Regions from separate parts of the Mus musculus genome. Here regions 2, 3 and 4 are each linked to region 1. A link is a contact called in public HiChIP or PLAC-seq and Micro-C data. All regions are on one chromosome and are shown on one strand. The core of a region is the stretch at or near the end of the contact, and the rest is flanking DNA. Distances in the headings are between cores, read along the strand shown. Region 1 has its middle 35 kb from the start of 4930567H12Rik. Region 2 overlaps Pcnx2 (pecanex homolog 2). Region 3 overlaps Sipa1l2 (signal-induced proliferation-associated 1 like 2). Region 4 overlaps Pcnx2 (pecanex homolog 2).

The links. Hi-C and Micro-C count contacts between places; a contact is called where the count stands out from the background. HiChIP or PLAC-seq counts read pairs in DNA pulled down with a chosen protein or histone mark.
Region 2: a contact with region 1 is called in an H3K27ac HiChIP or PLAC-seq map of trophoblast stem cells, with 2.8 times the contacts expected there. The contact joins two enhancer-like sites. A contact is called at or near these places in 1 of 15 datasets of contacts at CTCF or cohesin (pro-B cells), 3 of 484 Hi-C or Micro-C datasets (the HL-1 cell line, embryonic stem cells and nephron progenitors), 4 of 115 datasets of contacts at active chromatin or transcription factors (the NIH/3T3 cell line, embryonic fibroblasts, oligodendrocyte precursor cells and 1 more) and 1 of 9 other capture datasets (embryonic stem cells).
Region 3: a FOXA1 HiChIP or PLAC-seq map of pancreatic cancer cells shows a contact between it and region 1. The contact joins two enhancer-like sites. A contact is called at or near these places in 3 of 115 datasets of contacts at active chromatin or transcription factors (bone marrow-derived macrophages, embryonic stem cells and pancreatic cancer cells) and 1 of 9 other capture datasets (embryonic stem cells).
Region 4: a contact with region 1 is called in a Micro-C map of palatal mesenchyme, with 2.2 times the contacts expected there. The contact joins two enhancer-like sites. A contact is called at or near these places in 1 of 484 Hi-C or Micro-C datasets (palatal mesenchyme) and 2 of 115 datasets of contacts at active chromatin or transcription factors (double positive thymocytes and embryonic stem cells).

What each region holds. Positions count from the first base shown.
Region 1 is chr8:125,617,223-125,622,658 of GRCm38.p6, forward strand. No RefSeq gene overlaps it. Among named protein-coding and RNA genes, the nearest start is that of 4930567H12Rik, 35 kb to the left of the region's middle. Within about 2 kb of position 2,474, at least 149 of the 459 cell types and tissues checked have an H3K27ac peak or open chromatin away from gene starts, as enhancers often do. A contact at or near this core is called in bone marrow-derived macrophages, palatal mesenchyme, pancreatic cancer cells and 1 more, where this site is marked.
Region 2 is chr8:125,868,762-125,874,197 of GRCm38.p6, forward strand. All of the region lies in intron 8 of Pcnx2 (pecanex homolog 2), which reads right to left. Among named protein-coding and RNA genes, the nearest start is that of Gm46061, 19 kb to the left of the region's middle. Within about 2 kb of position 2,245, at least 67 of the 459 cell types and tissues checked have an H3K27ac peak or open chromatin away from gene starts, as enhancers often do. A contact at or near this core is called in trophoblast stem cells, where this site is marked.
Region 3 is chr8:125,412,973-125,418,408 of GRCm38.p6, forward strand. It overlaps Sipa1l2 (signal-induced proliferation-associated 1 like 2), which reads right to left. Exons shown (of 22, transcript NM_001357372.1): 22 at 5,096-5,436. Among named protein-coding and RNA genes, the nearest start is that of Gm30713, 30 kb to the left of the region's middle. Within about 2 kb of position 3,434, at least 52 of the 459 cell types and tissues checked have an H3K27ac peak or open chromatin away from gene starts, as enhancers often do. A contact at or near this core is called in bone marrow-derived macrophages and pancreatic cancer cells, where this site is marked.
Region 4 is chr8:125,753,880-125,759,315 of GRCm38.p6, forward strand. It overlaps Pcnx2 (pecanex homolog 2), which reads right to left. Exons shown (of 34, transcript NM_175561.4): 32 at 5,233-5,423. Gm39285 (a long non-coding RNA gene) reads left to right here. Exons shown (of 2, transcript XR_003947615.1): 2 at 1-817. Among named protein-coding and RNA genes, the nearest start is that of Gm39285, 4.4 kb to the left of the region's middle. Within about 2 kb of position 2,377, at least 49 of the 459 cell types and tissues checked have an H3K27ac peak or open chromatin away from gene starts, as enhancers often do. A contact at or near this core is called in palatal mesenchyme, where this site is marked.

The DNA.
Region 1 (5,436 bases), core at 1,224-3,723:
CATCCACACAGGTCAGGGAGTGCTGATAAACTGTTGTGAGGCAAGGGGTGGGAGCTGAATTGCAATAGTGCTTTGCTGTCTACCTGCTCGGGTATGTGTTCACCTTGCTATTTATCTTCCTCACTTTGGCTCACATGTTCAAAACAGAAACTATGGCTACTGTAGAGCCTTCTTGGTTCCAGAGGAAAAGAAGCTGGTTTCCAGATCACCCCTGAGGGCTCAGTCATCAGCCACCAGCAGGGGCCACAGGCTTTAAAACCATGTCACACTGCCCACACCTGGCTGGTTACTTCCTCCTTGAGAGGAGGTTGGGGGCCTGCTCTCTGCTGCTGGCTCTCTTTTCCACAGGAACAGACTTTTAGCTTGGGGTTCCCTGCCCGGCTTATTGCTTTTAGGGAGCTGAGGTGCTGTGTGAGGCTGAGAGGCTGCACAGGGCTGTATCTGAGAGGAGGCCGGTGAAGGAAACTCGCGCCTTGGGGTTCTGTGCTGTGCTCTGGCTGCAATAAAATAACCTAACAAGAACAATGACTTAGAGAAAGTTGTGTGTGTGTGTGTGTGTGTGCTCGTCTGCTCTCATGCTGGTGCACATGCACATGTGTGCACATGTAGGTTAGAGGTTGTCCTCAGACGCCATTTCTTGGGAGCCTCCCACTTTATTTTATAGACAGGGTATCTCACCAGGACCTGGGGATCACCAATGAGACTAGACTAGCTGGCCAGTGAGCCCCAGGATCCACCTATCTGACTCCCCAGCTCTGGGGTGGCAAGGACATGCCACAGTGCTACCTTTTTGCTCGGGTTCTTGAGGCTGAATTCGGCTCTTCAAGCTCAGTAAACACTTTACCAAGTCAGCCATCTATCCCTCAGGGCCCAGGAAGGAAGGACTTCCTGAGCTTCCAGTGTCGCCAAGGGTAAGAATGGTTTTTACAAATCCCTTATGGCTATGGATCTTGTAGTTGGTCCTATGACATCAGAAAGCAGAGACCTCAGACATAAACCCTTGAACCTGGGCGAGCTGTATGCATCTAGCCATTCCCTCACTACTTCCCCCCTCAGCTAGGCCTGTGTCCTAAAGACTGCTCAGCCTTTCCAAGCAAGACCATTAACTGGGGAGCAAGTATTCAGATGTACAAGTCTGTGAGGTTTATTTTACATCTGAACCTGTCACAGATTCTCACCCATTGCTTTCCTGCAAATCCCGTTCAGAAGTCATGGATAACGTGCATCGACATTTAGAGGTCCTGGTTCCTCTCTTTACATAGTTTCTCAGTACTTCCTGTCTTAGGGGTTCTATGGCTATTGTAAACCCCACAATCAAAAGCAACTTAGGGAGGAAAGGGCTTATTTGATCTGATAGCTTGTAGTTGAGGGAAGTCAGGGCAGGAACTCAAAGCAGGAGCCTGGGGACAGGAGCTGAGGCAGAAGTCATGGAAGGGTGCTGCTTACTAGCTTGCTCCCTGAGGCATGCTCAGCCTGCTTTCTTAGCGCATCCAGAACCCAGCCCAGGCATGGCACTGCCCACAGTGAGGTGGTCCCTCTCACATCAATCCACCACAGAAAGAGGAAGGATGTGTGTAGGTCACAGTGGCATCCCACACTTTTGAAAGCGCAGGTGGTCCTCTGACTTATTCGGCTGGTTTATTGGTGGTGGTCTCTCCCTTTCCTAACTCCTTCCCACCCCGCCTCCCAACACACACACACACACACACACACACACACACACAGCGTTCTCTCCGTGCTCAGCCAAGATCCCCTGTGCCTCTGAGATCTGGGATGGTCAACGAAAGAGTTAACATCTATTAAACCAGTCGCCTTAGGAAACTGCTCTGTTTACAGAACAAATGAAACCAGAGCCAATAAATGACTTTGTCGTCCTTGTCCTTGCGTTAGTGTGGGAGCAGAAAGAGAGGCTGAGTCAGAGGCAGGACTTGCGCATGCGCGTGGCGAAGCAAGAGGTCCAGGGCCCGTCTCCCCTATTCATACTCCACCGTGTTTGTTTGTTTGTTTACTTATTTTTGAGGCAGCATCTCTCAGTGAACCTGGAGTGCCCTGATTCAGCTAGGCTGCTTGGTTTGCCAGCCTAAGGAGACTCTCTTTACTGTCTCCCTGGTAGGCAGGATCACAGGTTCCCAACAACACTGTACCTGACCTTTTCTGCAATGCTGGGGATCCAAACTCGGGTTCCCATGGTTGCGGACAAGCATTTTACTGATTGAGCTGCCTCCCCTTAATGGAGTTTTGCTCTGTCCTGCTGTGGCGTCCGAGGGTTTGTTGGGTGGAAACATTTCTCTTGCTCTGTTGAAACCTCCCAAATCGTGATTAGGCAGGTCGTCTCCGGTGTTCAGTAACAGACCTAGATCTGTCAGCCGGGCTGCCAGCCCTCATTTGTAAGCTCTCTGGAAGGAGTACACAATTGTACTCATTTTCTGTCCACTCCCGGGCCAGCTAATGGCTGCTCCTGAGTCACAGCGCATGATTCAGCATTACCTCCTCCTGGGTCTGCAGGAGGAGCTGATGTCTCCTTTTGCAAATGCGCCCCTTCTGGCCCCTGCTGAGCTCATAATCCAATGCATTGCATAAGCAGCTGTGTACAGGGAGCCCTCTTCACTTCCTGGACTCACAGAGCCACCCAGAGACTCACCGGAGTGGCAGGGGCTTCCTGTCTTCCCCTTCATAAGGTTCCCACTTAGATTTCAGCCATAGAACTGGCAAAGTCTCACCTTTCCCCGGCATTGCTGCTGCTTGCTCGCTGTGGCCTCTGTGAGGCTGAAGGCCTAGCCTTGGAGGTTGGGGTGCTGGCTGCTGAGGGCCAGTAGGAATGGCAAGTCAGGAAGGAGCACAGGTCATGGTCTCTGGGTTATGAGTACCTGGCAATCCAAAGGATGTTTCTCACAAAACAAAACACAAACAAAACAGAAATAAACAGCTCCTCAGGGTATACACAAGTCTAACCTGGCCACAGCTAAGTTACCAGGACTGTATCTGTCACAGGTAAGGGACTTTGAATAAAAACATGTCCCTAGAGATGGTCCCTTCAGCCCTGGCAACTGTCACTTGTCACGTGGACTACCACACAGTCTATCTAAAACAGGAGACAGAAATAGAAGAAGTAGGGTCAGAAGGCTAAAGCCAGGATCCAGGTCTGTGCCCAGAAGAGGCAGGTAGCAGGAGAAGGGGACACTGAAAGCCCTGTGCCCCTCGTGCTTGCAGCGTCAGAGCACACACAGCACTGAGCCAATGGAGCGCACATCACAATCCAGCAGGCAGCCAGTGATCTGTGACAGAGACTGCCTAGGAGACCAGCACTGACTTCCTGCTTCTCCTTTATGGGAGGATCTGTCTTGTGTCAGACAACTGACATATGCCCTCCAGGGTTAGCGTGTCTGTGATTGTCCATCTGGCCACAGGTTCAGTCCAGACCAGACAGGCTTGTTGGAGGTGCTTTGAACTACAGTACTATGACTCTGGCTTTCCAGGCAGAAGCCCCATTTTCTCTTCCCACAGGAGATAATGCCATAGACCTTGTGGGTGATGACTGCTACCTCGTGAGTGACCTCTGTGAACCTACACATTCTGCCGCTCACTCTGACCCCACCATTTTCTCTCCTGCTCTAGAAATAATGAAGCAAGGATGCTTTGAATGCTCAGCACTTCCCACAACACTGGCCCTTCTGAGAAACCACTTCTTGACCTTCTGCTGTCTCGTCCTCCTGTCAGCCTTCACCATCATCCGTCTCCTTCCCGGGCCTGACAGCTCCTCATTCTTAGGCTTCCGGCCTCCTGCATGTGGCCGTACTTCCTGCTCTCCCAGCATCCCCATCAGTCGTCCAGAGCCTTAAAGGGTCCTCTGGACTTCAGTAGTCTTTAGAAGTGCTACCAAGTTCTCCTCCAGTTTGGAAGCATGCCCGACAGGCAGGATAGTACCGCAGGCTGCCTTCCGATTCACTTTCATTGTATTCATTATCTGTTACTAGCACACTTAATTCTTGATCTCCAATAGATTTGAGGTAGCTTTCAAAATGAATATAATCCTAGAGAATAGTGTTAGTGGTTGGGTTACTGGTCACTCAAGTGGAAGGGAAGCAAAAAAAAGAGAAGAGTTGGTTGCAAATTCTGACCAGACACACATAAACACACACACACATACACAGACACACACATAAACACAGACACATATACAAACAGCCACACATGCACACACAAACACACAGCCACACACACAAATACAGACACACACACACACACACACACACACACACACACACACACACAGCAAAAGAGTGCAGTTGATCAGACCCACATCAGAGCTTTGCTGCAGGGATGAATAGAAAGTAAAACTTCACAGAAATATGGACACATTGCACGTGTGTGTGCATCATCTTTTCATCTTTGACTGTGAAAGTGAAGGCCCTTCTATAGTATACCATAGGGATTGGTGGGTCTTTAGAGTGTGTGTGTGTGTGTGTGTGTGTGTGTGTGTGTGTGTGCGTGTGTGTGTGTACATGCACATGCCTTCAGAGGTCAGAGGCATTAGATCCCCTTGGAGGTGGAGTATAGGCTATTGTGAGTTGCCAAACATGGGTGCTGAGAGATACCATGCTGAAGGGCAACAAGTGCTCGGAACCCCCAAGCCATCTTGCCGGCCCCTAGGATAGCTCATCTTGATTGTAAACTGGAAGAGATTTAGAATCACCTAGGAGACACACACATCTGAGCACGCCTTTGTTTCTAGAGAGGATTAACTGAGGAGAGAAGCTACCCTCAGTGTAGATAGCACTGCCTCAGGGGCTGCAGGTTTGGAATGGTTAAAAAGAAACAGGAGTTGAACACCAGAGAGCCAGCCCTCAGCTCTCTGCTTCTTGACTTCTTGAGATATGGCCAGCTGCTGCACTCTTTTGCCGTGTGTGTGTGTGTGTGTGTGTGTGTGTGTGTGTGTGTGTGTGTGTGTGATGTGTGTCTCTGTGTGTGTGTATGTGTGTCTCTGTGTATATGTATATGTGTTTATGTGTGTCTATGTGTGTATATGTGTGTATTTGTGTGCCTGTGTATGTATGTGTGTCTCTGTGCATATGTGTATGTGTTTATATATGCTTATGTGTGTGTGTATCTGTGTGTGTCTCTGTGTGTTTGTGTGTCTCTGTGTGTGTCTGTGTATGTGTCTCTGTGTGTGTCTGTGTATGTGTCTCTGTGTGTGTCTGTGTATGTGTGTGTGTATATCTATGTGTGTGTCTGTGTATATGTGTGTGTTGGCCATGGAGCCCAGGGTCTGTAGATGCTAGGCAAGCACTCTATTGCTGAGCTGTATCTCCAGCCCTGAGTATGTATTCTCCCTCCCCCTTTTATAGATCAGGAAATCAAGATGTGGTGACAAGAGTCTGGTGGTAAACAGCACTAAAGGCAGTTTTCAGATGGAAAGGTTCACTCCTGCTGGAGAGA
Region 2 (5,436 bases), core at 995-3,494, 250 kb after region 1:
GAGGGGCTGTGAAACCTTTGGGAGGTGGAGCCTTTGCTGGAGGAAGTGAGACCCTGGGGGTGGTGGAATGTGAAGGTTATAGTCCAGGCCTGCTCGCCATTCAGTCTGTTTCCTGGCCTACTAGAAAGTGAAGAACGCTTCTGTATTGTCTACCCTAACATGATGGACGGTGGTTCCCTCTGATACCACGAGGTGGAATCAATCCTCCCCCTGTCAACTCTCTGCTGTCAGGTTCTTGGTCACAGCCGTGAGAACGGCTCACTAGCACACTATGTTCTCCGGAATGTCTGCTCCCTTGTGAGCGCTCTCCCTGCTGATCAGCTCACCACACCTCCCACTGATGGAGTGGCCCGCCGGATTTATCAGGACAGCTTTTCACTTCGACTCTGTTTACATGGACAGCACTGAGTGACGCTGCTCTGGAACCTTGTAGTGAGATAAGATCAAAATGGGGGCTCCTTGATTGGATAGGACAGAGACTCGGAAGTTTGCTGTGTGAGAACTGCATGGAAGCCAAGAAACTAACTAGGCTACGTTTCAGGTGAGAGAGGTCAGGCTGACATACGGGCAGGAAAGGGGACCACACCACACATGGGGGAGCTAGAGGTATATGGATCTTCTACTGCTGACTGCTACAGAAGGTGCTAGAAACAGCTCTTCTAGATACACACCTGCTGATGCTTCCTGCCAAGATGTGGTACTCTAAGGAGGGACTACTTCTGGGCTCGGTTCCTGCACATTAGCAAGCATGCTTCTAATTGCAAAATACTATGTCATAAACAGGAATGGATCCAAACCAGTGCTGTACTGCTGACTGCCTCGGCTTAAAGCACATGGCTTGGCCACCTTGGTTCTATGCCCGAGAGAGAGAGAGACAGGCGTTTCCTTCCTAGGGGTGTAGGAACTAGAACGGACTGAACAGAACGTCCTGATGGAGCCTCTACGTCAGGCACAAGTAAGTAAGAGGTTCTGGTCTCGCTGTTGCGTCTTGATGAGGAACTTGGCCTGAGTCTCCCTGTTAGGTAGCAAGATGGCTGCCAGCCTTCCCATAGATAATGCCTTGGCTCCGACTGCAATGGTGAAGAAGGTCCAGCATTCATTCATCATTATCTAACAAAGACTCAAACAACAGATCAGCTTCCCTCTCAAGGAACTATTTTCACTAGATGTGGCTGGGCCCTTATCACAAGCACACACTGTCACCTCTGCTGGCTCCTGGGCAGCCTGGAGGGACAAGCCTGTGATTAGCAAGACTGTACCTCAAATGGAGCTGCTCCTCCAGGGCCTATCCTCTTCCTCTAGGCTGTGGCGGCTACAGCATTAAAGGATCATGAGACCAGTGCTCTCTGCTGCATTAATAAACATTTATTCCAGGACTGTTTATTAGGGATGTCAAGGGACGTTCCCACCTCCTCTGAAACATCTGAGGGATGGAGAGAGCCCACTCTCTGGAATGACCTTCTCAGTGACACCACCAGGTCTCCATCAGCCTGAGGCTGGGTTGGTCTCAGGTCAACTAGTTCTCCTCAGGGTCAAAGCAGAGGCTGGAGCACTCAGAGAAACATGAGGGGGGAGGTTGGTGGTGTAGGGGTGACAAGAACGAACCAGCCCCGGAAGGGAACAAAGAGGCTGAAGCTGAGCTGGGCCCTGGTGGCTCCAACCTGGAATTCCAGCATTTGGGTGACTAAGGCAGGGGGATAGCTGGAAGTCTGAGGCTAATCTGGGTTACACAGTATGAGGCTCTGTTCCAAATTGGCATCTCTGCTGGGCTGGGTGGGACAGGGCTGGGTCTGGGGTAAACGGAAAGTGGTTAGAGTCCCTGTGTTCCTAACGTTGTCCTACCCATCTGGGGAAGCTGCAAGAACAATCCAAGGCCAGTGCTGCTTTCTCCCAGTGACAGAGAAAGTATCGCCGGAAATTCCTTATCCTCACCAGATTGTAAAACAAGTGTTTTCTGCCCCCCTGGAGACCTTATCTTTTCTGCCTGTCCTTCCCAAGGCTCCCGACTCAACTGTGGGATGGGTGGGAAGGGGGTGGGGAGGGATGCCTTAGGACAGAAGTTAGTGTAACAGGCTCACTGGCTGTAGAGGACACTAAAGGACATCAGCCTGATGGGGGATGGGAGGGAGGTTTCTAACAGGGAGAGGGCTTTGATGTGGGATCAACTCCCCTTTCATAAGACAGCACAAATAAAGGGAAGCCTCTGAGAGGCTGCAGAGGGAAATCAAGTGGATGGAGAGTGCCCTCATGTGGCAGCCGGGGGTGTGTGCAGCCACAAAGCCTCAGCTTCCGCTTGGAATTTTATTCCTGGAACTCTGGGGCCTGGAGAGAAATAGCACCTCTTAACCACGTGTCTGAGTGAGACCCCGGGATGAGGACCAGTCCAGGACGAGGAGAGATCAACAAAGACTGAGAAACCACACCTCAGAGAGGGTGTGGGAGAAACCACAGGAAGGCCTGCTCCGGGACCATCCCCCCACCCCCACCCCCCTCTGTGTGATCAAAGCCGGCAAGAATTTCCAAGTCTCTAACCCTGATGCAGCAAACACTTATCTTCAAACCAACAGTGACACCGCTCTTTGCTTGAGGATAAATATCCTCAAAGAGAGCTGTCAAAAGGGCAGCTGGTGGGGTTCACTGAGGAGCCCCACATCTCCCTGTTCTGAGCACCCATCAGTCTCACCACAGCTGTCCCCACCCCTGTCTTTCCAAACTCAAGGTCTTCACTTCCTTGGAATAAAGCAAAAAAAACAAAACAAAAAAAAAAAAAACAAAAAACAAAAAACAAAAAAAAAACAAAAAACAAAAACAAAAAAACAAAAACAAAAACAAAAACAAAAAAACGGGTGATTATTTCTGGAATGTCTCTGTCTGCTTCCCATCTTCGGAAGCCAGGTGCAGCTACGGTCTGAGGAGACGGCTCAGTCGATACAGCGCTTGCCACACACACACAAGACCCTGAGTGTGAGGCCCAGAACCCACATACAAAAGTCAGGAGTGGTGTGTCAGCACTCAGGAGGCAGAGGGAGGTGGATCGGTGGCACACACTGGCCGGGAAGCCCAGCCTACTTGGTGAGGCTCAGGTCTCAAAAAAGGAAATACAAGGTGGATGGCCCATGAGAGGTGATGTGGGAGCAGTGTTAACTTCAAGGTTTGGGTCTGTCAAAGGAGAACATTTGTAGACAAATTTTCATGGGACGAAGAGCAGAAGCTCTCACTCTAGCTTAGTGGTGCATGGCAGTCAGCCCAGAAACTGGAAACAGAGGCAGGGAGAATCAAAGTTCAAGACCATCCTGGGCTGCATGTCTCAAAAACCAAACAAAACCAAGCAAAAACCAAGCAAAGGCTCAGCCGATGAAGTGCCTGCCCTGCAAGTTTGGGGACCCGGGTTCTGATCCCAGAACCCACACAGTGAAGTTTGTTGAGGTGAGCTTGTAATCCCAACACTCAGGAGACAGAGACAGGCGTGTGTTCCTGGGGCTCATCACCAGCCTGGCCTGCTAGGAGAACTCCAGGCCAATGAGAAACTCTGTCTCAAGTGAGATTTAAAGTTCCCTTCTGGCCTATATATGCACTGCACATGCACATGTGTGCATGTGTACACACACACACACACACACCACACACATGCACGCGCACACGTGTGCACACACATACACTCATGCATGGGGTGGAGAGTGAAATTTTAGTTACAAAGCCTATAAAGGAGTAGTGGATGTCTGACGTGCAGTGAGAATCATTTCAACCCTGAAGATTTGTTAGCCTTTCAGGCAACTTCTTCCATTTCCTGGGCTGATGACCTGCGTCCAGATCAGTTTTCAGGCAGATCAGCTCACTTTGGGCTCTGAACTAGTAAATCAGTCCTGTGTTCTGGTCAGTTAAACACAAAGCGGATTTACTGTCAGGCAGGATTTCCCAGCAGCCCCCGGAGATGCTGTGATTCAGGTTTCTGGGGAGAGCAGAGCAGTCAGATATCCTTCCCAGAGGCGCCTGCTTGAAGAACAGCTAGCGTGTGACTCAGGGTGCTCTGTGAGCCTCTGCGGTGGTGGTGGTGGGGGGGAGGGGGGCTGGTCTCACAGTGTTTGAGGGAGCCAGGAAGGGAAATGAACTTCCTCTCTCAGCTTCCTCCAGGAATTCCCAAAGAGACACGGAAGTTACATGGTTCACAAGTCCCCATTCAGAGCAGAGCATCTGGGACATAAAACAGTTACGTGAAGACCAGGCCTCACAATGGCTGAGAGAGTCACCTTCCAGCCAGTAATGGGATCCAGCAGTTTTACAAGCTAGTTGGAGGTACTCCCAGCCACTGAGGCCACCTTAGAGGGAAAGAGCTGTTTTTCTTCCAGTACCTTCTATGGTGTGCTCATGGAGTCCTAACCAGGCTCCCTTCCAATCTCAAAGTCAATATCTGCATTTGCTGTGGGTGGGAGGCTTCAGAACTTAACAGCCTTAAGAGCTAGAGACAGAAGTGACAGAAGTACACACGCCAAAGCTGCCTTAGGTGCCAAGGTGTTGGATCACAGGCTGCTAGGGGGACACCATGCTCTTAGATGCCCACTTCACAATCAGGTACAGTGCACCTGCTGAGAACGGGCTTCCTCCTGGCCAGATGCCAGGAAATGCCAAGGGTTGACTGCCAGGAAAGGTAAGCATAACTTTGTCCTTCTTTTCTAGGCAGAAGAAACCTGACACCGTGGAGTGACCTCCACAGAGAGCACTGTCCTGAATGCTGTACAAGAGTGTGTTTGCATGCATGTGTGCATATGTGTGCATGTGTGTACACATGTGTGCATTCATGTGTTTACATGTGTGTATACACACATGTGTGCATGTATGTGCATTCATGTGAGTATGCATGCATGCATATGTATATGTGCTTGTGTGTGCATGTGTGTACACATGTATGTCTTCATTCACGTGTGAATACATGTGTGTGTGCATGTGTGTGTGTAAAGAAAGTAGAGTATATTTATTCAGAGGAAACAAACAAAAGCAAAGCTCATGACTTTACTATGGGATAAAATAAGAGGCTTCCATTTGTTCTGAATTTAGCAGAAGAATATACCACCCTGCCTCTGGGAGGAGGATGTGGCAGTTCCAGGTCTGTGTCCTCCTGCCATTGAAGGCATCGTCTGAGAAAGCCGCTGTCCTAGATGACACTCATAAACTGCAGTCATGGCATGCACTAACTCGAGTTGAGTGGTGGATGCACACCTTTCCTTTTGAGTGTCTGCTTGCTTGTCTCTGGCTGGGGAAGCCCACTCTGATTGGTGCACATGCACATGAGACGGGAGGAGGTAAACACAGACTGTCTCTGCAGGACAGACTGGGTTTGAGTAGAGTGGGAAGGATGGGGCGGCGGGGAGGAAAGACCTCCAGGCACTGACATTTTCGACCAGGTGAGGATTGGTGATAGGGTCATAACATCAACCAGAG
Region 3 (5,436 bases), core at 2,184-4,683, 200 kb before region 1:
CCAGGGCCCTTTCTGTTCACTAGCCCTTCCTCCCTTTGAGGACTGCCTTTCCAAAGGCCATGCTGTTAATCTGCTCTCCCAAATGCTTCATCTCTCCCTTCTGTCTACATCTGGTTTTACCCAAGTGAGGACTTGTTCCTCCTGCCCCATGAGCACCAGCGACTTCTCACAGTAGCTGGTCTCCTTTGAAGTGTGGTCCCTCTCCTTCTCCCGGAAGCTCTGTGTCTCTAATCCCCTCCCTGCTGCTTCTGCGGCTGATCTCACTCCACAACTCATCCTACCAGATGCCGCAGAGTTAAATGTTAAAGTTTAGGGCCCAGAGCAAACGTTGCAGAACCATTCCTCCCCCTCGCTGCATCGATTCACTAATTACTAAGTTAATCACTCTTCAGAGAGGCTTCTCTTCCCTGTTGCTCTTCCTGTGGACCCAGAGCTGAGCTTCCCAGGCACCCAGGGGGCTCCTCAGTGGGATTTCCAGTTTCCTACGAGCACCATTTCCCTCCCTTCCCTGGGCTCTGCAGCTCCGTTTTCTGTATATGTGAGTCTGACCGCTCCAATACCCACACTTCCTATAAGAGGGGTCACATGATCACTGGTCTGGGCTGCTGGCTTATCTCACTTTGCATAATGTCCACATCCATATTAAAACACATGGCCATCTTTCTTTATAAGGCTGAATAATGCTCTGTTGGATGCTGTCTTACTCCCCTCACTGCTGTGACCAATGGACGGGATTATTTCAGTCAGGGGCTGTGGTCCTTCCCAGGGGGAAAGGCAGCAAGGCAGTAGCATGCCTGTGTCCTGAGGTGGCGGCTGGTCGCATGGCATCTGCAGTCAGGAAACACAGACTGAGAAAGCTGGTGCTCAGCTCTGTCTCCTTTCTCTTCAGTCTGTTCACCCCTCAGCCATGGGATGGTGTCACATTTAGGGTACATCTCCCCTTAGCCAACCCAATCTAGAGAACCCGTCACAGGCATTCCCGGACATTTGTTTCCTAGGTGCTTCTAGAGTGGTCTGTCAACTTGACAGCGCTGACCATCATGAATGTGTGTGTTTTGGTTTCCTGGGATCCATATCTGAGGGATCTCCATCTTCCAGCTACTGTGAACATGGCTACATAAATATGGAGCAACAGTTCTATGCCTCTCTTCAATCCTTTTGTTCTATGTACAGATATGGGGACTGTAGTCACCAGCTCCCCAAACACTGTTTCCTCTGAGCCCTACATACATGTAGCATGTATACAAACAAGCAGATCACACATACACACACACACACTCAATACTAATACAATAAGAATAAACTAAAACAGGATCTGGAGAGAGATGACTCGGTGTTTAAGAGCAATGGCTGCCTTTGTTTCTATACCCAGGTTAGATTCCGAGCACCCACATGACAGCTCACAATCGTCTGTAAGGCTAGCTCCAGGGGATCCAACCCCCTTTTCTGGCCTCTGAGGGTATCAGGCACCCATACAGTACACAGACATTCATGCAGGCAGAACATTTAAAAACAAAACTAAAAGCTTCTGAGAATAGCTGTGCGTGTAAAATGCGTGTGGGAACGCACAGACTTGCTATTCCCGTCCAGTGAGTGCGTTCACACGGCAGAGCTACCTTTATGAAGCTGAGATTTTAGGATATTCTGCGGGAGCGTGTCTCCTTCTATAGGTGTGTTTGTAGCCTGAATGACTTCAGATTATTGGCTGAGGCACCTCCACTCTGCATGGCCCTCCTCCTGGCTCTCAGGCTCCATGGAGGCTTCCCATACCGTTCCCTCATAGGCGGATGGAGGGATACTGATGGCCAGGATGGCAAAGTCTGACTTTTAATTACTTTTGTTCTTCAGTAAGTTGAGGACAGTGCAGGGGTCAAAGGGAGATTCACATGAGCCCGGTGGGAGGAGCTCACTGTTTCTCGTCGGCTGTTCTGGCACTGGATGCTGTGCAAGACTCAGACAGATCCAAAAAAGTCCAGCCGTTCTCGGTTGACTCTGTTATCTGCTGAGCAAAGACTTGGACAACTTCAGAAGTTGGCAAATCTGGTGTCATCGAAGGATGAGTTGGATGGGGGAGGGGCTCGTGTCCAGGAGTGAAAGTGTGTGATGTTTGGGACTAGGGGAGAGAGCTCAGCCAGGAAAATGCTTGCTGTGTGGGTAGGGGGCTCCACTGTACCCCCAGAACCCACAATAAAGTCAGGTGTGAGGAGCGGGTGTGGCAGCAGTCCCAAGATGGCGCCCGGGACTGCAGCTAAGTTTTATGACTTGCACCTGACTTCCTCATACACCTGAAAATAAGCCACGACCATCATGAGAGCTGCGCAGGTGCACCATGCTGCTGGCGGTGTAAACAAGTCCATATTTGGTGGAGACATGCCCCTGCCACCCTGATTGGCTGAAGCTGTGTGCCTGGTGAGGTGGCGTGGCCTGCCGTGAGTGGATGGGGGCTGAGAGTATATAAGCAGACCTCCCTGGGTGCCCGGGGTCCCCATAGCAGCATCGAGGCATTCCTGCAATAAAGGCTGTTGAGAAGAATCCGACCGTGTTGTGTCTTCCTTGCCGGCCGAGGTGGCCGCAACAGTCAGGGTGATGACGTGCAGATACTCCCAGGGTTGGAGTTTGCTGGCCAGCCCCCCCCCCGAGCAGTGAGAGGCTGGCCTCACAGCCCACAAGCCGGATGGCATCCGAAGCACATCAGATGAGGTTGTCCTCTGGCTGCCACACACATTACATGTTACCTACAAATGTGACATCTGAGGTGACACCTGCTGAAGTCTTGCATGTGCCTAATTTTCAGGCAGCTCAGCATCTGGCTTATTTGGAGTCTGCCAGTGAAAAGCAGGCGTGTTTCTCTGGTTTGGGTACACATCTACTACTGTTTTCTTTGCTGTGACAGTTATTTCCTGCTTTCTTTCCTCGGAGCAGGCCCCGGGCTTGTGTGCATCCCTAGAACGAGGTCCTGGTTTTTAGTTTCCACATGAAAACTTCACATGCATCGAAAGGACGGACCTAGATTCTTTCTAACGTGTAACCCACAGTCTGTGCAGGCAGCATTGCCTGGGGCCTCCCTCACCTCCATCTGGGATGCTAAGAGCGCAGGCTGACTCGGTTTCCAAGGATCCAGAGCTACTTAATGGTCTCCCGAGGCACAAACTGAATGAAGCAGAGCTGGTGTAGGATCCTTCAGAAACTTCTCACAAGTGCATTCATTTACAGTGAGGTGGCACAGTTGCCACTGGGGTCAAGAGGGACACAGAGGTTTGGCTAGATGATTCATCTCCAAGGAGATGGAGCTCTCCGTTTGACTGGAAGCACAGTCAGCTCCAAGAGGAACCTCCACAGCTTCCTTCTCCAAACCAGAGAATGAGCCGGTGCCTCCCTCCTCACTGAGGGTTGGCTCTGAGTCAGCTTCAGGAGTCTCAGGCTACTGTTTCGCAAGGGCACGTGACTTATCCAAACACTCTGCCACCATCACATGATTCTGTCTCCTAGCGCCTCTGCACAGGAGTGTTGGGATCACAGATGCCTGCCACTGCGTCCAGCAGTCTGTATGGGTTCCACAGACAGAGCTCAGGCCATCAGGTGTGAACGGCTAGTGCCGTTACCTGCTGAGCCATCTCCCTAGCCTGCATGCCTTCATGCTCACAGGCGGCCATCTCTCTAGTTGTAGGCTTTGCAGGTTAGAAGTTGTGGCGTCCATGGCCTGATGCCCTCCCTGGTGAATGACCTGTAATCAAACTGCATTTGGATGGACGGGTGGGGTCCTGGGCTGCTTCTACCTCATTGATAACCGAGCAGCTCAGCAAAACAGGCTTCTGCCGTTGCCCTTTGATGGCAACTTGTGTTTTTAATAAGCCTTCTCCGTAGTACAGGGGAAAAAAAACCCACTATGCTAATTACTTTCAACTGCCACAGACTGGGAAGGTTTTGACACACAACTGTTCACCCCACAAGGTGAGAAACAAGCACCTGCTTAATTATTCTGAAATCAAAGATATTTCCTTTATTGGCCTGATTCCAGTATCAGTTTGTAGGAGTGCGTCCTCACAGCAAGTTAACATGCGTGGTTAAGAGGTGTCGGTCACCAAGCCTGTTTAGCCCACTGCGAAGCTGTGCAGAGCTACCTGTACCCCAGGGGCAGGAAGCCATGGTTGGCTAACCTGGATACGGGGAAACATCACTTTTGAAAAGTAATGGACCACAGTCACCTTGCCTGTGTGTGAGGCATGGCTCAGGACTTGACAGATGACTCTACTCTGGTCTTAGACACATGAGGGAAGACTTAACAACCTCAAGAAGACACTGCTGTCTTGGACCACGGTGATGCGTAAAGTTGGGATGGCTCTCCAGCTGTTTTCATCTGGAGCCTTTATTTTCTCTAAGGCACGCTCACCCGACCTGCTTGGCTGCACTCTAAAGATCATACCTGCTCTAGATCAAAGACTTGGATCAGTTGTGCCCCAGGTCCTGGACAGACACATGGCTGTCATGGCTAAGCTTTCAAACATGTGGTTCCGGCTAAGTTTCTGCTACTGTTTTGTCTGTCGTACAACTGCCTTACAAACAACTCTGAATTCCTGGAGGAAACACCAACTTATAAGTTGGATGTGGTGGCACGAATCTGCAAGTCCAGGTCTCCGGTGCTGAGGCAGGAAGACTGAGCTCAGGCAAACCTGGGTTGTATACACACACACACACACACACACACACACACACACACACACACACAGTGAGCCCAGGCTTAAAACCAACTGACTAATGAGGAAGCTTGAGCAAGATTTCACCCCAAGTCGAAGTTTATCTGCTCATACAATGGGAAACACCAGAGCCTTCTGAGGACAGACACTCTCGGGGTCAAGGGGACCTGGAGCTGAGAGAGTCGTGTATGTGACACCTTCTGAGGATGGACACTCTCAGGGTCAAGGGGACCTGAAGCTGAGAGAGTCGTGTATGTGACATGTAGTAGTGAATCCCTAGCCCTCTGAACCAGCAGGAGACTAAGAGGTGGCTAGACAGTCCTGAATATGGACCAGGGTCCGAAATGAGCCCACAGGGATGACCGACATGTCACAGTCCACACAGACAGGCAACACTGCTTCTGATGTTGACTTCTTTTGAACATTTATTAAAAAAGCAAAATGTATGTTCATCTCAAATATAACAGTTAAAAATGGAGAAGCAATACAAACAACGTGTTAGCCAGCAGCATCCGGTCCTCAGCTCGCCCACCTGCTTCAGTCAGGTCCAGGTGAGCTCAGTCACTGCCTGCCTGCCTCCCGCCTTACAGCTAGCGCAGGTGAAACAAAAATCATATAAAATTAACAAGTTAGGGTTAAATAAGCTTAAATAAGAGTGTTAAATACAAGACACTTTATCAGAGGTTCTGTACAAAGATAAACAGATCTGGTGTCGGACACAGGATCCTGCTGGCACTCAGCA
Region 4 (5,436 bases), core at 1,127-3,626, 140 kb after region 1:
GGCAGGGTCGGCCCCTTTCCATTATTAATCCACAGATTAATCTGTCAACGAAGGTAACACCCTCTTGAACCAATCCCCCCCCAAGAACCTCTCTGGACTTGATGGGCTCACCTCCTGTGTGCCACTTCCCATGACTGAGCTCACCTCCTGTGACTGCTGCACCCTGGCTTTGCATCCCAGGCCACAGCTTCAAGACATGAACTTCCTGGAAACATTTCCTATGCGAATCATCTGAGTGCTTTTAGACGTAGAATTTAATTTCAGGGGACTGCAGAAGCCAGGTAGGTATATCACCAGGCATTATTCTATCCTTTAAAATGTATTGTCTAATGACTGTGTTCAATGAAATGCCTTTTCCTAATTATGTGTGTATGTGCATCTGCGTGTATGTGTACTCGTGTGCAGTGCCCCTGGAGACTAGAAGTGTCCGTGCCCTGGGACTGTTGTGAGCTGTCTGACAAGGGACTAGAACTCTGGTCCTTTGTAAAAGCAGTAAGTCCACTTAACTACCAAGCCATCTTGTCAGACTCCAGTGGAATCTTTCTGATGTTGTGTATGACTACTGTCTGTCCAGGAAACTGATACCAAGCCAAGAGAGGGGTAAGAGCTCTGGGGTTCTGTAATACAGTGGGGTAACATCTCACAGCAGCTGGATAGAAGAGTCTAAAGGTGCCTCACGTTGAGATGACGGCTGTGGGAGGGGCTATATGTGCTAATTACCCTGGTTTGATCATTTCCCAAGGTGGATACACATCAGAGTGTCATTCTGCACTCCATAAATGTGGCCGGTCAAGAAATAAAACCTTTTTAAATCTTAGAAACGGAGCATTTTTGTCTCAGATGGCCAGGGATACCCATATCTGTGTGGTGTTGCAGACACCTGCACAACCTGTGTCCAGGAAAGCCAGGTCCACCCGGAGAGACCCAGCAGTGGTTGGAGGTGACCATTTAACCTTTGGTCACAGTGACGGTGTCTTCCTTTCCAAAGGGCATTTATTGGCGACCTGCCTGGGTTTCCTCTGGGCTGTGAAGATGGAAGTCTCAACTTGAGGTGATGTATGGGGTCCCCAGAACTGGTGCTGGCTTCTCTGGGCTGAGCTGCCCGGGGCCTCTCTGTCTTGAGCACAAGGGAACTGCCTTGGCCCTGAAGGTCCCCGTTGAGAAGCCAGTCCGATATGGCTTCTTCTAAAAGGGTGGATATTGTGAGCAAGGAGTCCAGAAAGGCCAAGCTTCTGTGATTTCTAAAGCTGATCTCTGTCTAAAGCCCTCCCCAGGTCAGTGTTCTTCACCCACACTAGGCAGGGCCTTCTGCTGATCCAAAGAGCAAGGAAAAGATGCCTACAGAGCATCAAAAGGGAGCTATACATAGTCCATGCAAGACAAAGGGCCTCCCTAGTCCTGAAGCGTCAGCTACTCTGTGTGTTTGTGTGTGTGTGTGTGTGTGTGTGTGTGTGTGTGTGTGTGTGTTATACTTGTGTGCACATTCACATGTGTGTGGTGAGGCCAGAGCTGATGCTAGGCGTCATCCTCTATTGCTCTTTGTTCCATGGTGATTGGCCACCAAGCCCCAGGGGTCCTCCTCTCTACCTGCCTCACAGTGCTGGGATTAAGGGCTGCTGTTGAGGATCTGAACTTGGACCCAGGCTCAGGCAGCATGCCTTGTACACACTGAGCCGTCTTCCTAGTTCTGCCTCACATGCTCTTTCAGCTTTTCATTGCTCTTCTTTTTTTTTTTCTCAATTTTAATTTTACAAACAACACTGAGCATCAAGAAAGCCACGTTAAAATCACCGCGCTTCCCAGACTCATTATTTTACAATTAACTTATTTTTTTTCCAACGGCCGCATTATCACATCATGAGCATTTCTAGGGAAAAACCTTCAGACCTGAATGGAAATGCAATGTGAATTACGCTCCTTGGTTCATTACGTTTGCTTTGTCTTTGATCATTTGCTGGGAGGTTGTGGCGAGAATCCTTAGTGATATAAAATAGCAGCCCTTCTCTCTGGTGTGGACTCAGGCTAGTGATGGGTTTGTATCCACTTGTAAGTAGGTCATCAGGCTCAATGCGAGGCTATCTCTCCTGTGATGTTTACTGTTTAGCGTGATGAGGTGACTCTGACTTGTGAGAAACTGTGTGAGGTTGTCACATGGAACTCCTGGCAGTGGGCACGAGTGTGAAGTGCCCAGCACTTCGGTGTGGTGGCCTAGGCTGGCCTGCTTATTGGATTCTGGCCAGGCACCAGCGCTCTCGGCTTCTGACAAAGGATCAGAACTGGAAGGAAAGACAGGAACCAAGGCAAGGAGCAAAGACAAGGCAGGGCAGTCATGGGAGGTGAGCCCATCATGGCGAGTCTCTTGTAAGACAGTTTCCTGTCAGTCAGAGGAGTGGTGAACGGTCCTGCTAGAACTGTACACTCACTACAGCTGAGCGCCTGACTCCTTCCTACCTTGCTCTTCCCAGAGGCATGTTTCTCACCCTTTTGTGGCTGCGTGCCTTTCTATCACATGACAGCTAGCACTTAGGGTCTGAAGGAGAGCTGGCTCCCCCAGGCTCGGGAGTGGCATCCAGTTGGTGGTGCTGTTTTGGGAGGCTGGAACTTTTGGGTGGTGGCAGCTCCCTGGAAGATGTGGCTCATGGGGAGCTGGGCAGACCTTGAAGTTTACTGCCCAGCCGCTTCCCTCCGAGCACAGTCTGCCGCTCTGATGATCAGATGCAGACTGAGCCTGCGTGCTCCCCACCCCCCTGAGGGACTCTCTCTCCTGAGTTAGTCGATTGGGCTTCTCTGTGAAGAGCATGAACTTGTGTGCTTCTAGAGGCGAAGGAAGAGAAACACAGCCATTAGCTCTTTCTTTGAAAGGGGAAGGAGCGTGTCTCCTCTCTGCCTTCCTTGTTCTCCCAGTCTGCTGGACACAGGCTCGGCTGCAGTGCCCAATTACCTCATCTTGCTAGGCCTGGGGGTGGGGGTGGGGATCTTGGCTATCTACCATGTTCCTGTCTCCATTCCTGCCCACAGTAGGGAGGGAGTTGCTTCAGGGGGAATGGATTGTCAGTTTTACCCACCAGAAGGATGGCCACTGTTAAGTGGGCCCCTTGCCAGCCAGGGGGCAGGGCAAGGCTATGGCAGTCAGAGGTGTAGCCAGGGGTACAGATGGGAGGCTGGGAGTGTGTGGGTGTCCTGGGGCTCAACACTGTCAGGGCTAGGACAGGATAGCAGCCAAAGGGAGACCACAGTGGGTAGGAATAGGGGCTCAGGGACTGTCCTTCCTCCTCAGAATCCCAGCTTGGCTGCTTACTAGTTGGGTACCTAAGGGTAGTAACTTGCCTTCTCTGTGCCTTGTATCTCCATCTGGGAAGGGAAGACAGAACACTCCTGAGGGTCTAGAGCCATGGAGTGTGTAAAGGACCCTCATGTGGTATCCTAAGACTGGCACTGTGCCAACAGTCTCTGTAGTACAGATCACATGGGACGCAGAGCAAGGAAGACACCACAAGCTAGGTCAGGGCTGGGAGAGCCTCAGCCTAGGACTGATTAGATTTGAGGGCTGGGAGCCCAGGCTCTGGGGTATTTTAGTTCAGAGCTGGGCTGGACTCAGAATAGTTTTAAGAAGCAATAATCAAACCATTGCCTGCTTTAGCTTTTTTGTTTTGTTTTGTTTTTCAAGACAGGATTTCTCTGAGTAGCCCTTGCTGTCCTGGAACTCACTCTGTAGTCCAGGCTGGCCTCGAACTCAGAAATCCGCCTGCCTCTGCCTCTCAAGTGCTGGGATGTGCCACCAATGCCCGGCTTTAGCTTTTCAAATATCTTGCATCAACGCAGGCCCTCTTCATCTGGTGGTAAGGGGGGAGGGGGAACTGCCATAGCCTGGGTCTTGAACTGGCTTCAGCAGCTAAGGGTACTGCTCGGCCCTGAAAAGGCAAAGCCATTCCTTCACCAAGAAGGGCCTGCCAGGGCCTCTGACACACTCGCTCTGGCCAGATGTGCCAGCAACAAGAACAAGAAAGTGCAGGTGCTCACGAGATTTTCTGGAAAATCACCCGTGTATCCTTGAGACACGTTTGTCCCATCAAATCAAAGCCTAGGGAAGCAACATGGACCTCGGGGCGACTGGGGACCATGGGCGCTGTGCTGGGCTCAGCGTGGCAGCAGCTGGTGGATGGTGGAGCTGTGTTGGCTTCTGAGCAGCTGACTGCTGTATTTGCTGTGCCATCAATCACCCACCTACCAACCTTCCTGTTATCTACTGTCCATCTCCTCTTTATGGTCCCCAATTCTCACCTTTCCTCATCTGTGTACCTATTATCTACCATCTCATATTATATCATCTCTCTCTGTGTGTATATATATACATGTGTGTGTGTGTGTGTGTGTGTGTGTGCGTATATATATATACATATATATATATATGTATATATATACACACAATTCTCTACTACATATGTATATACATACATACATACATACATACATACACATACATGTATATATTATATACCTTAACTACCTAATGTATACTGGTCATCTATTGATATATGTCATTTAGAGTACCTATTATCTTATCTTCCTTCCTATCATTTCAACTATCTCCATGTTTAACTATCTATCATCTATCTATATATCTTCTGTCTCTATCTGTCTATCTGTCTGTCTATCTATCTATCTATCTATCTATCTATCTATCTATCTATCTATCATCTATCTGTGTATTTTCTGTCTATCTTTATCTCCTCACCCAGCCGGCATCAGAGCCTTGTCCATCTGCTATAGTGTGCTCCGTGGCAAGTAGAAATAGGGTTTTAAGGTTTAGACTCAGCTCCTAGGCCATTCCTCTGCTTGTTCGGATTGTACCCTTCCACCCTAGTTCTTCCTACCTTGGAATTTTGGTGGTCACACAGCTTCTGAGGAGCAGAGGACTGCCTACAGACAGAAAAGGACACCACGCAGGTCTGTGGCTACAGTATGCCATACCCAAGATGCATTCAGTGAAGCAGCACTGAGAGAGACAGAGTGAGTGGCATGTCTGGTGGGCAGGGAGACAAATGGCTGCCCAAGGAAATGAACACCGGTAGATGAAAGCTGGACCCAGCCAGCCAGAGAGCATCAGTTGAGCAAGTCCTCTTCTAACAGCCACAGCCACTGACCCTATGTGCCTTGATTACAGCAAAGAGGCCCTGGAGATTAGGAATCACATTATTTCATGATGTCTGCCCTGTGGCCCTGGGCACTCACCTGCCCTCTGAGCCTCTCCACGGGGTGAGGACCACTGCTGGGTGCCTCCTTTCCTGGGTTGTTCTGTGCTGCCGTCCCGGCTCTCGCCATTAGGGGCGCTACCGCCACCCGCTGATGGTACAGCTCCACCCTCTCCATCTTCAATGTTGCCACCACCACTCCGCTGGCCCACACTGCAGTCCTTTCTCATTCTGTGGAAGGGAG